Linked DNA regions of Zea mays: region 1 is linked to region 2. A link is a contact called in public Hi-C data. All regions are on one chromosome and are shown on one strand. The core of a region is the stretch at or near the end of the contact, and the rest is flanking DNA. Distances in the headings are between cores, read along the strand shown.

What was found. Hi-C and Micro-C count contacts between places; a contact is called where the count stands out from the background.
Region 1: a Hi-C map of leaf shows a contact between it and region 2, with 4 times the contacts expected there. The contact joins the enhancer-like site here to the promoter of LOC100277443 in region 2. A contact is called at or near these places in 5 of 25 Hi-C or Micro-C datasets (ear, endosperm, leaf and 1 more).

The regions. Positions count from the first base shown.
Region 1 is chr3:154,177,722-154,183,674 of Zm-B73-REFERENCE-NAM-5.0, reverse strand. No RefSeq gene overlaps it. Among protein-coding and RNA genes, the nearest start is that of LOC100277443, 79 kb to the right of the region's middle. Within about 2 kb of position 1,539, at least 20 of the 20 cell types and tissues checked have an H3K27ac peak or open chromatin away from gene starts, as enhancers often do. A contact at or near this core is called in ear, endosperm, leaf and 1 more, where this site is marked.
Region 2 is chr3:154,100,484-154,105,863 of Zm-B73-REFERENCE-NAM-5.0, reverse strand. LOC100277443 (high chlorophyll fluorescence 153) reads left to right here and starts at 3,686. Exons shown (of 2, transcript NM_001151004.2): 1 at 3,686-4,062; 2 at 4,279-4,661. The coding sequence starts at 3,763. The coding sequence ends at 4,470. LOC100037765 (glucan endo-1,3-beta-glucosidase homolog 1) reads right to left here. Exons shown (of 2, transcript NM_001112264.2): 2 at 5,114-5,380. The coding sequence ends at 5,295.

The DNA.
Region 1 (5,953 bases), core at 290-2,789, 80 kb before region 2:
CGGAAACCGTCGGCCGCGTGCGGGAATTGGGGTCGGGGGCGGCCGGTGCACCGTACTACCGCCGAGGAGTTTAATTACAGCTCGCAGAGGCAGGGGTCGGATCGGATGGATGCCGAAAGTCGTCGGCGTGTCGTCGTTGCCCTGGACGATCGGGATCGCAACAGTAACAAACAAACGTACGGCCGGACCACACTGCATGTGTTGGGTGTCCGTTCGTCCTGGCGCGTCCGTGCTGCCAGTGTCACTGTGGCGTTCGGTCGAGCGGTTGAGGCAGAGGCAGAGGCAGAGTACAGAAAGAAAGACAGACAGGCAGGCAGGCGGCAGCTGCGTGCAGGCTGCAAGCTCGCACGCAGCCCAAGTACAGTACAGTAGGCGGTCAAGACTCAAGACGGACGGTCTCGTCTTCGTCTCGTCGCCAGGGATCCAGCTGTGCCGCACCACCGCTCCACGTGGCGCATGGTATGTATTCGGCCATTTGTTGGGCTTGCGGGGCCGGGGAGACAGGAACCTCGAACTGGGATCCCCCTTCCCCCCTTCCGTGTCTACGCGGGCGCGCACTCCCAAGCCGGCTTGCATCGCATGTGGTGGTCTGGTACTCTGGTCTCGCCTGGAGCCTGCCGGAATCCTTGCTGGAAAACACACGGCTCAAGATCGATGGCAGCTGGCATTGGCACGTGCCACTACTGTACGTGTACGTGGTGCTCAGAGCACGAGCACTGCTCTCGGCCTCTCGCACTGCTAGTCACTCCTGTAGTAGACACTAGACAGGCAGGCAGCCCGAGGGCCAAGGGAGTCCGCCGGTGAATGGTGAAAACTGAAAAGTGAGGGGAAGAAGGTGGTGAGCTGGCCGCTGGCGCTGGCAGCTGGACCTGGTAGCGTGGCAGGCCGCGGGGGCGACGGGGGGAATGGAGATGGTGGATGGACGTGGTTTCGGCCCGGCCGGCCAGCAACAGCAAGTACGTACAGTACAGGTACAGGCCAGCTCTTTGTCGTCCTCTGCCCGATGCGAGGCTTTTGTCGTCGGCTTTACAGCCATACTGTACTGTATACCATGGCCATAAGGACATGGATCGCCTCGACCGTCGGGCACCAAACCATTTGCATGCCAGCCCCACACAAGAACACACACCTACATGAACTACTACAGACAGCAACCAAGGCCCCGGCCCCGGCCCTGGCCCCGACACACACGCAGTGGCGGTCTTAACATTTTAGGGGCCCGGGACAAAGTTTCAAATATAAGCCATTCAAATTATTTTTAATATATAAATGTTACTAATCAAACACTTAAAATACATTTAAAAATATTTATATCAAATAATAATTAAATAAAAGGATATATATATTATAGTATCACCTTAAAATTTTCTTCTAACATGTTTAGATATTCATTAATTTATTGATGGACTATTGGATCACATAACTAAAATTAGGCCCTATGAATTTGGGGACCCCGGGCGATTGCCCCTCTGCCCCACCCTTAGGGCCACCACTGCACACACGTATATATATGTGCACTGCACCGAGTACGTACCCGATGCACCGGCCCACACGTGTAGAGCGTTTGAGCATCCAATGTACTGTTACGTATGAAAGCGCATGCATGATGAGTGTACTCTCATTCTCGTCTCATTCACGCAAGTCATATAATATACAGCCCGTCCGTGCACGGCGGCGCCGGCCAGTCCACGGACGGTCGATCCATCAATCCCGCGACCGCGCGTCGTGCGCCCCCTGGCCGGCCGGCCCTAGCTCACCGGCGCGGCGCAGGACAGACATTGATGCATGCATGGATCGGCCGGCCCGGCCCTTGTATTCAGCCATTCAGGACCATGCATGCCGCCGCGCCGCTTGAGGAAAAAGAGCGAGCCACGCATGCAGATCGCGATCAGCAAGCGCGCGCGCGGCTGGTCTGGCAGGGCTACTTGCAAGACTCCAGTGTCGGCCTGCCACCACCTTTCTTCTCTTCTTCCTTGCATTGCTTGAGTTGGGGCCGCCGGCCAGCTCTACCTACTAGCTCGATCTGCCGGCAGCCAGAAGTTGACATGTACCGCGTCAATTGGTTTAATTTGATTGGATAGGTATGCTGCATTATATGCATCCATGCATGTGCATGTGTATGGTAGCTAGCCGTACGTACGTACGCGTGTTCAGAACGTGTATATGCCCGCCACGATACGACCAAGGTCGTCGACGCATCGCATCCAACGTGAGTACAACAATGTCGTATATATATGGCTCGTCTGAGTCTAGCTGTCGTAGCATGCATTAGTCCCGGCGTCCTAGCACGCATCGTGCAGGAGGCGCGCGGCGCGACCACACAAGAGAGGACGCCACGCCACAGCAGTGAGCAGTGGAAAGAAAGCTCGATCAGCCCTTCTGTTCCAATGTGCCCACCAGCCCGTGCATGCATGCAAGCAAGCAAAAGGCAGCATGAGCCGGGCCAGGCGGGAACAACCAAAAGCTGAGGCCGCGCGGCAGGTACCAACTTTCTGTATATGTCGTGCTCTCGGAACGAAGCATGGGCACATCGACGAACCGGTCGATCGATGGCCATGGCCAAGCCATCGTCCAGCTAGCTAGTAGGTATATACTAGTAGGAGTGGCAAGCTGTGGTGGTGACTGGTGTGTGGGGCTGGGGCCTGGGGGACGGGCCATGCATGCAACCCATATATATGCATACAATACACACACCATGCATGCTTGGCACCACGCCACTGGGTCTTGTTGGTCACTGCTCCATCAACCAACAACACCCACATCTTGTCAAGGAAAACAACAACAACAACAACCTGCACTCAACGCAACGACGATCGACCGAAACAAAAACAAAAGCCTTTACCAACAACCACTTGGGCCTCGGGTGGCCCGTCTCTCGACGGCGACATGCCTGCCTGCCTGCCTGCTAGAACAACGTAACGAACTCACGATCTGGCTTGCTTGCTCCTCTCTCTGTACGTATACACATTACCACGTGTGTGTACGCAATACGTAGCGACATATGCGCATGTATAGCACGTACAGGAGCAAGCTACAGTAAAAGATCACTCGGCGGATCGGATATTCCTCTACCTATCTATGTCTATGTCTCTCTCTAGCGCGCGTTCCCTCTCTATATGCTCATTTGGTTTTAAAATATAGGCACGGAAGACTTACAAATATCCTAAGAGTTAGTATGGAAACTTAAATCCCCTATGAGATTCCCGACAATTGAGTGGGAAAATGAGTTAATTTTCCACTCAATCTCCGGGAATCCAGGAGAGATTTAAGTTCCAAACTAGCTCTAAATTTTGCTAAAAACTGTAGGGAAAATCAGACACATCTACAACATAAAAAATACTCTTATACTATAAAAATATAGTAAAATTTTTGTTTAGTATCCTATATATTATTATTTTATTATATATATACTAGGTGAGTGACCGTGCGCAGGAGGACTGGTCTTGACATTTCGGGGGCCCTAAGCAAAAAATTATATAGAGACCCCATATAACTATATATGTATGTATCATCTACACATCTACTAAACATATATCAGTAAAGAAACTGCATATAACTTACTTGTCACTTTTCATCTTATAAAATTTCTTCTAACATTTTTTTATACAAAATCATCGATTATACTATTGAAATCGATATCATCCAATAGCTTCTTCTCGATGCATAAAGTCACCAAACCATTCAACCTTTCTTGACTCATTGTTGATCTTAAATAATTCTTCAGTAACTTCAATTTTGAGAAGCTTCTTTCAGCAGATGCAACAGTAAGAGGCACAATAAATAATATTCTATAAACAATAGAGTCATTAGGATAACAATCCACATCTCTGATATGCTTAAAAATCTCCATAGCAGACAATGTGCCACTAGGCAAAGTAATCTTATTTAGAATCTTCAATTCAGAAATCAAATCATTTAACTCAACATCACATGAACCATCATGAGAGAAAGTGTTTGCAAATTTAGTGCAGCACTCTTCAAGTTCTCTATCATTTAGTGACCTTAGTGTGCTTGAGCTCAATAAAACCCCAAATAAATCTTTAAACATGCAGAGTTCTCTAATCTGGTCCTCAAAGAAGTGCTCGCCATGTCAACAAATACCAAAAAATAGTTGACTTCAAAAGCTCTCTCATTTTCTATAATTTCTTCATGGCAACTACTTTCATCAAATTGTTTCTTTCTCACCACTTTACGCTTTACTGGAAATGATGCATTTACACCCATATCATTTGCAATATCCTTAGCAATGTTGAGACAAACTGAAAACCCCTCATTTTTGTAAGTGGCAAGTGCTTCCTTTAATCCTTTCCTGCTGGTGTTGCAGATTTGACGTGTTGGCTTTTTGGCTTCATGCTGAAGTGGTAAATGAACAGAGTTTGAGTGCAGGGTTTTGCACAACGGTCAGCAGGGAAGGGAAGACAAAGGGTGCGCGCTGCTGTTGGCGTGGTGTCTGGCGCCACCGGTTACCACCGTGGCTAGGATTTTTTTGAATAGAATAAATGTATACAATACATATATATAAGAGTATATATCTATTTGGGCCAGACTAGGGGCCCTACTGACTTTGGGGGGCCTGAGCGGCGGCATACCTGTAGGTGTTTTGGGTCCGACCGCGCACCCGGGGTTGCCCCTCAAGGTGCTTCTTGTAGTAGGACGGTGTTACCGACTGTAGCTCAATGGTTCGTGCTGGATCACGAGAAGCAGTGGACAGTTGTGTACAGGTTCAGGCCGCTTTGAGATGCGTAACACCCTACGTCCTGGCGTGAGTACTTTATGTGGTGGGTTACAAGGAGGTTCTCTAGTGTTGAAGACGTAGAGAGCTGGGTGGATGGCTAAGTAATGAGGTAGATGTCTTTGAAGGGGTGCCCCCTAGGCCTAATATACTCGACCGTGGGGCATTACATGTGGACATGATAACAACGTGTGCCTAAGTAATAGTGAACTGACTGAGTCTATCTTCCTATAATTCAGCTGACCCATCCTCGCTCGGTTCCGATGTACGGGGCTTCTGCGCGGGAAGGTCGGGTCACTGTTGTGATCACTGCTCGAATTCGTTGGGCCATCTGGGCTTGCGTCGATCTGATCTTGTGTCGATCCACTTCACTAGGTGTTCTTTCCCAGGCCCACGAAGGGATGATCTCGCGAATTTTTGGGCCCACGGGCCTTTCGTGAGGTATTTTATCCTTCTGGTGGACCTGGGGGATATCTGTCCCCCACAAGCCCCCGATCTTTGGGTTGATTTTGAAATAACCGGCCCAAAGATCCAAGGTCCAGCTTGCAGTTTTTTTAACTTTGATAAGGAATAATTCGAAAGTAAGTCTGCTGGGCCACTGCTCCTGAACTTTGAGTGACTCAGTAAAAACAATCTTTTACTGTTTTCTTCCGTTATTACTCTTCAAAACTTGGTGTTCTGCCTTGAGTTTATGCTTTAGAGGTTAGCATTTTGATTTTTTAGGACTCGAATTTCATTGGGTGCACCGGGTGTAGCCCCCGAGCTTCGAGTGGATTTTTGTAAATAATCCACTCGAAGGTCTTCATCTTAAGTCTCCTCAAAGATTACTTTTATCTTCCCTTTGTGCTTTTTCAGAAGTCAGCCTTGTCTTAGTTTCACTCTATGCTTTAGAGGTTAGCGTTCTGCCTCTCGAGGTAGATGATTCATTGGGTGCACGGTGTAGCCCCCGAGTTTCGAGTGGAGTTTTAAAAATAATCCGCTCGAAGGTCTTCATCATGTTGTCTTTTTTCCTTAGAAATCATCCTTTCCTTTTGTTGAATGATTTAGAGATCAGCATTATATTATCAACATTATGCTTTAGAGATCAGCATTCGTTTTTGTCTTCAAAATCGAGCACGAGATCTGTCCATATCTTGCTAGGTCTTGCAATTTATTTGATCTGCGACTGATTGGACGTTCGATAGATGGCCTTTGGCTAGTCTTCATATCACTTCGTGCTTG
Region 2 (5,380 bases), core at 2,437-4,936:
TGTTTACCCAATTACTCATACCGATCTGAAATTGGGTATCAATTTATGCAACATTTTTTAGGTATTATAATTTTGAGAGAAAATTTATAACAATAGTTAATAATTTGTGATGCTGCCAGCAGGACAAACATTTCTCCTCATATTATATACCAATTTGTTCTATGAAGCATTATTTCGATCTCTTCGTTGTTCGACAAAAAGAGAAGCTTTGGAATAGAACAGACAAGGCCAAGAATTCATTTTATCTGGGAAAATCACCATAGAACTAGCTTTTGATGAAGCAAATGATGATAACTGCTTGGCAAGAACGAAACAATACTGGTATCCGCCTAGGATCCATCTTCAACACCAGATACTACTGCTCTCGTACAAAGAAATCATCAGGAGTAGAGAGGATACAACAGGTCTCTACAAGATCTTCATATTTCTATCACAAATTATCATCACTAGTAGTCTAGTGGTCAAGACATATGTCTCTTCTGGCTCCGAGGACTAAGAATATGTTAATGTCTAATTTAGCTACAAGCTTTGTGGTGATGTGAGATTTCATAGTTATTTGTCTACTCTTCTCACTTCTGGTAGATCGGAGGTAGATAATGGTAAGCATGCCAAAGGGTGGAATTCAGTGTAGTTCGGCTACATAAACCCCAGGTATGTGTCCATTCAGGACCGACCTTTACCATTTAGTTTACAGTGTATACCAAACTTGGCAAAGGACTATCCCGAGTCAATTCAGTGACTATAAGTATTTACAATTCCGAGAGATGTATGCGACACAAGCATAGAGGTTCTAGATAGAACGAGTAAAGTGGTTCGACGGGAACACACTATGGTTTTCACACCAACATAGTGAAAATTTTCTCATAATAACCTCTCGGTATACTCGCAACTTCGTGTTGCTGGCGATTACATGTCCTTTTATCTCATAGTTTGCTTCATGTCATTTAGCGACAAAGAGAGCAATGTGCTAACATCTGGTTGAGCAATATATGGCTGAGATTTATAGTATTAAATTATTTGGTAAGGCCTTTTGCTTACTAATAGAATCCCAATTTGTGATGTCTTCTATGCCAAAAAGGCTTTCATGCATTATATTATATATCTTCGGGTTACTTCGGGTAAAACTTTATGCATGAGGAGAGAGCAAAGAATTAACTTATCTGTGTTTCATTGTATTTCAATTTAATTTTCCCAGATTATTCAAGCACTATAGAGCTTGATATAGTTGTTATGGCCACTTGGCAATATAAATAAATATATGATGCCACACAAAACAATCAAATAAAAGATAGAGTTAAACAACATTGTTTACAAGGGTTGCGCTATGCTGTGACTTTAGGGGCTCGAATAATCCACCACATTCCATGCGAGTACAAGCTCCAGCGTATCTGGCGTCAACGTGTGTGTAGCCATCAAGGCTATGATAACGAATAAGCCTCCGTAACAAGCGCAACAGGCGCAATTGTGGATCGATAGTCGGGTACAGGATAAGTCCACGCAACGTGCGCAACAGGCGTAATTGTGGCTCGCTGATCATGGCGGCCGAACCGTGCCTGCAGGGCATGCAAAAAATACGCGACTCGGTGATGGCGGTCCGGCTCAACGGGAGTGGTCCGACTAAGTGAGAGTGCAACATAGCAATCACATGACGCAGCCAAATTCGTACGACACAAATAACGTGTCGTGTTGCCAGGGCGCAACCAATGCTCGCCAATGCCATAACTCAACCGATTAACAACAAAGTCTGATCGACATGTTTGAGTACCCAAAAGCTCAACATAATATAAATATTTAGAGCGATTTAAATATGCACAATATAGAGTTTACATGCATTTTAATATTTTTCTGCTAATATCTACCAGATAAATAAAAGCAGAAAAATAAACACCAAAATTAATGCATGAGCATAACACATCAGGTGTAAAAGGCAACTTCCTTGTATGTAAGCATGCATTTTTCTAGTAATTATTTACTACAGGAAATAATTAATTAAGGTAGAGACAATTACATAAAGCATGCATACAATTTAAACTTGTATAAATTTAGGAAAAAAAATTATCCATATAAAATATAAGGAAAATTGCGTATAATAAATGGGGGTTTTATTCACCTGTTGGACACATGCACCTTAAACTAGCCTATTTGACCAGATCGGAAATAAGGCATCACGTCCAGTCGTCCATGCGTGCATGCGGACATGCAAGATGGTGGGGCCCATGCGCACGGAAAAGAAATAATTCTCGCCTACGCTTCAATGTACAGAGGAGGAAATGGTCCACGCCATCTCCCATCCGTTGGCTTGCTTCGTGCATGGCCACAAATCGCGCATTGCACAAACATGCAGATTAGACCGTGGAAACAGTCTCATTTTTATCCACCTGCATCGCCAGATCCCAGATAGACGATGATCCAGTCCAATAAACAAATTCGGACGGACCAAGGCACTTTTGCCTGGCCACAGATGCGCCCAGATCGCCGCCTTCCACAGACGCGTGGACTCCGTCACAACCATGCTGGCAAGCCTCCGATACGGGCGTGGCCATGGCGAGGTGTGCCTCCATCACAGGCACAAACTCAGGCGCGATATGGAAGCCGTTGGCCGAGGCCGCAGTCACAAGCACGAGGGCGCACGGGCTGGTGGCCTGCTGTGCGGAGTGAGACAACGCGTGCTGGACGGTGCACACGATGCGCGACCATCAAGACTACCGTCGGATGTTGTTTTCTTCTTGCCGCATTGCCCGTAGTATTTTCACGACGATGCTTTGTTTACCGTCAACAAAAGTAAATCGTCCACCAGAGATTTCATACCACATTTCTTCATCAGCGAACGGAAACGAAGCCTGTCGCGTAGGACAGTTTGGCTAGGCCAAAAGACCTGCCAGCTTGACGAAGAGTTGATGCAGATCTGATCCCGCAGCAACGTCGAGGTAGAGCGTGCTGATAACGTGTTAAGAACTACGTTACCACGGATCACCAGATCCGCTCCCTTCCCTCCCGTCAGAAGTAGAGGCGCAAGAAGATGTAGAGAACCCGTCTCCCTTCCCATAAGCACGACAGAGGAAACACACGAGACACTGGATATAGGGTTGGGCCTCTGGCCTCTTTCTGATCTCTGTATTATGAGGGGGTGTACATGTTCCTTATATAGAGATGTGAGACCCCTCAGGGGCAAAACAGGTATTTGCCCACATAACCTTAACTATGGTTACTTAACAGGGCTCTGGTCGTCCCGTTTTAGTTGCTGCGCTGCCACGCCACGCCATCCAACAGATCGCAGAAAATAAGTACCGCAGCATTCACGCGTCCAGCAGATCACAGATATGGTCGCGCTAAAAGCACATCCACCCAAGTCATCGCCCAGTCTCGCGGTCGCGAGCTCCGGACGTGACATCTTTTTTAATTTTCATAAACACGAAACCGCTGGCAACCCCGCGGCACATATTTTTTATATAATTTTATTTTTATTTTTTTGCTTCGGCAGCCCACCGGATAAGCTGTTTAGCTGGGCTGAATCCTCCCACGCTATGTTGGACTTGGACCGGTGTCTGGCATACGCGGGCCTAGAAAGCCTCTTCATGGCATCCCGTCCAGCCCAATCCGCCGCCTCAATCAGTCCAGGTCCAGGTCCAGGTCACTGAAGCGCGCGCGCGCGCATTGCCAAGTTGCCCAGTGCCTGGTGCTTGCCAACAGCACCACCGCCACCGGATAAGGCTGCCCCGACCGCTGGGAGCCTGCGATTCCGGAGGCTTCGAGGAGCAGGCCATGGCGCGGGGCGGCCACCTCAGTGCGCTCTGCCTGCCACCTCGCCTCGGCGCCACGCCGCCGTGCTGCGGCCGCCCTGCCGCCGTCCGAGCCAGCAGCTGCTGCGCCAGGCCGCTGCCACCAGGCGGCGCGCGGCGGCGGGGTCGGGGCCGGGGCCGCCTCTTGGTGGTGCGCGCCGGCGGGCCGCCCAGCACCAACGCGCTCATCCTCGCCTTCGTGCTCCCGCTCTCCCTCTTCGTCGGCACGCTCGTCACCGCCGCTCGCGTCGCCGACGACCTCGACGACCGATTCCTAAGGGAGGTACGGTAAGAGTACCACTACAACACAGTATGACAGTACCCGCAACACGTGCGCTTCTGCTAGCAGCTGCTTGCGCGCGCTACTCTGCTTGTAGTTGTGTACCTGGGGTTGAATTAAAAAAAATGCACATCTGGTTATCCACAAACTCGACTGAAGCGACGTACAATTTACTGTTAACAACGCTTAGCCAAACGGCGGCTGCCCGTGCATGCGCAGATGGAGATAAACCGGGCGATACTGGAAGAGAACGAGGCGTCCGATGACGACGGCGCCGGTGAGGAAGACGACGACATTAACGAAGCGGATGAGGACGCAGAGGAAGAGCTGCCGCCGGTACCGGTGGAGGAGAAGGAACCCGCCACCGTTGTCGGTCCACGCACCAGGAACAGGCCGAGAAGACGAGTGTAATTAGACGCTCTCTTCTCCGTGTTCATGCTCAGAGACACAGAGAGAGAGTTTAATTATAGCGTGTATGGTTTGAGGAATGAGTTCTCGCTTTTTTTTTGTTTAGTTTGTGGAATATAATAAGTTCATCTATCACTATTTTATTTTTTATAATCTAATAATTAGTAATAATACTAGGGATGAGTCAATTTCAATAAGGGGGTGTTTGTTAGAGGGATTAAAGATTAGTCTCTAGTTTTTAGTCTCATTTAGTCCCTTTTTTGCCAAACACTAGGACTAAAATATAGACTAAAATGATTTAGTCTTTAGTCCTTCACATAGGTGCTAAAAGAGACTAAAAGCTCATAATTATCATGTTGCCCTTACCTTTTTTATAGATAACTAATATTATGAGTATATTCTAAGGGCATTTTAGTCTTTGGACAATGTATTTAATGACTTTAGGATCTATTTAGTCCTTAAAACCAAACATGTAGGGACTAAAGTTTAGTCCTAGGACTAATTGAAACTAAACATGACCTAAATTTGTGGAATAGAACGAGTAACACGTCCTTAGTTTGGCGATTGTCTTGGCTCTCTTGGAAATATGCATGCTCGCAAAGGAGAAAATTAGGAGGAATTGAAAGCATATATAGAAATAATTGTACTTCTTGTTATTGATCTTTAGGAAATAATCGAAGCAGTTGCCTTACATGAATACACTTTGCATTCTACTGCAGGCAGTTTATTTATTCTACTTTCTCCCGTATGTATGTGTATGTATATATCTATGTGTGTGTATTGCCTTATAAATGTCTTGGAATGGACCTCGGCGTCTTGTTTAGGAATTAGGAGAAATTGATGGGGTACGCCGGCGATTTGTCCGGGTTGAAGAGGCCGAAGTGCCTCTCCGACTCGGCTCCCGTCTTCTGGT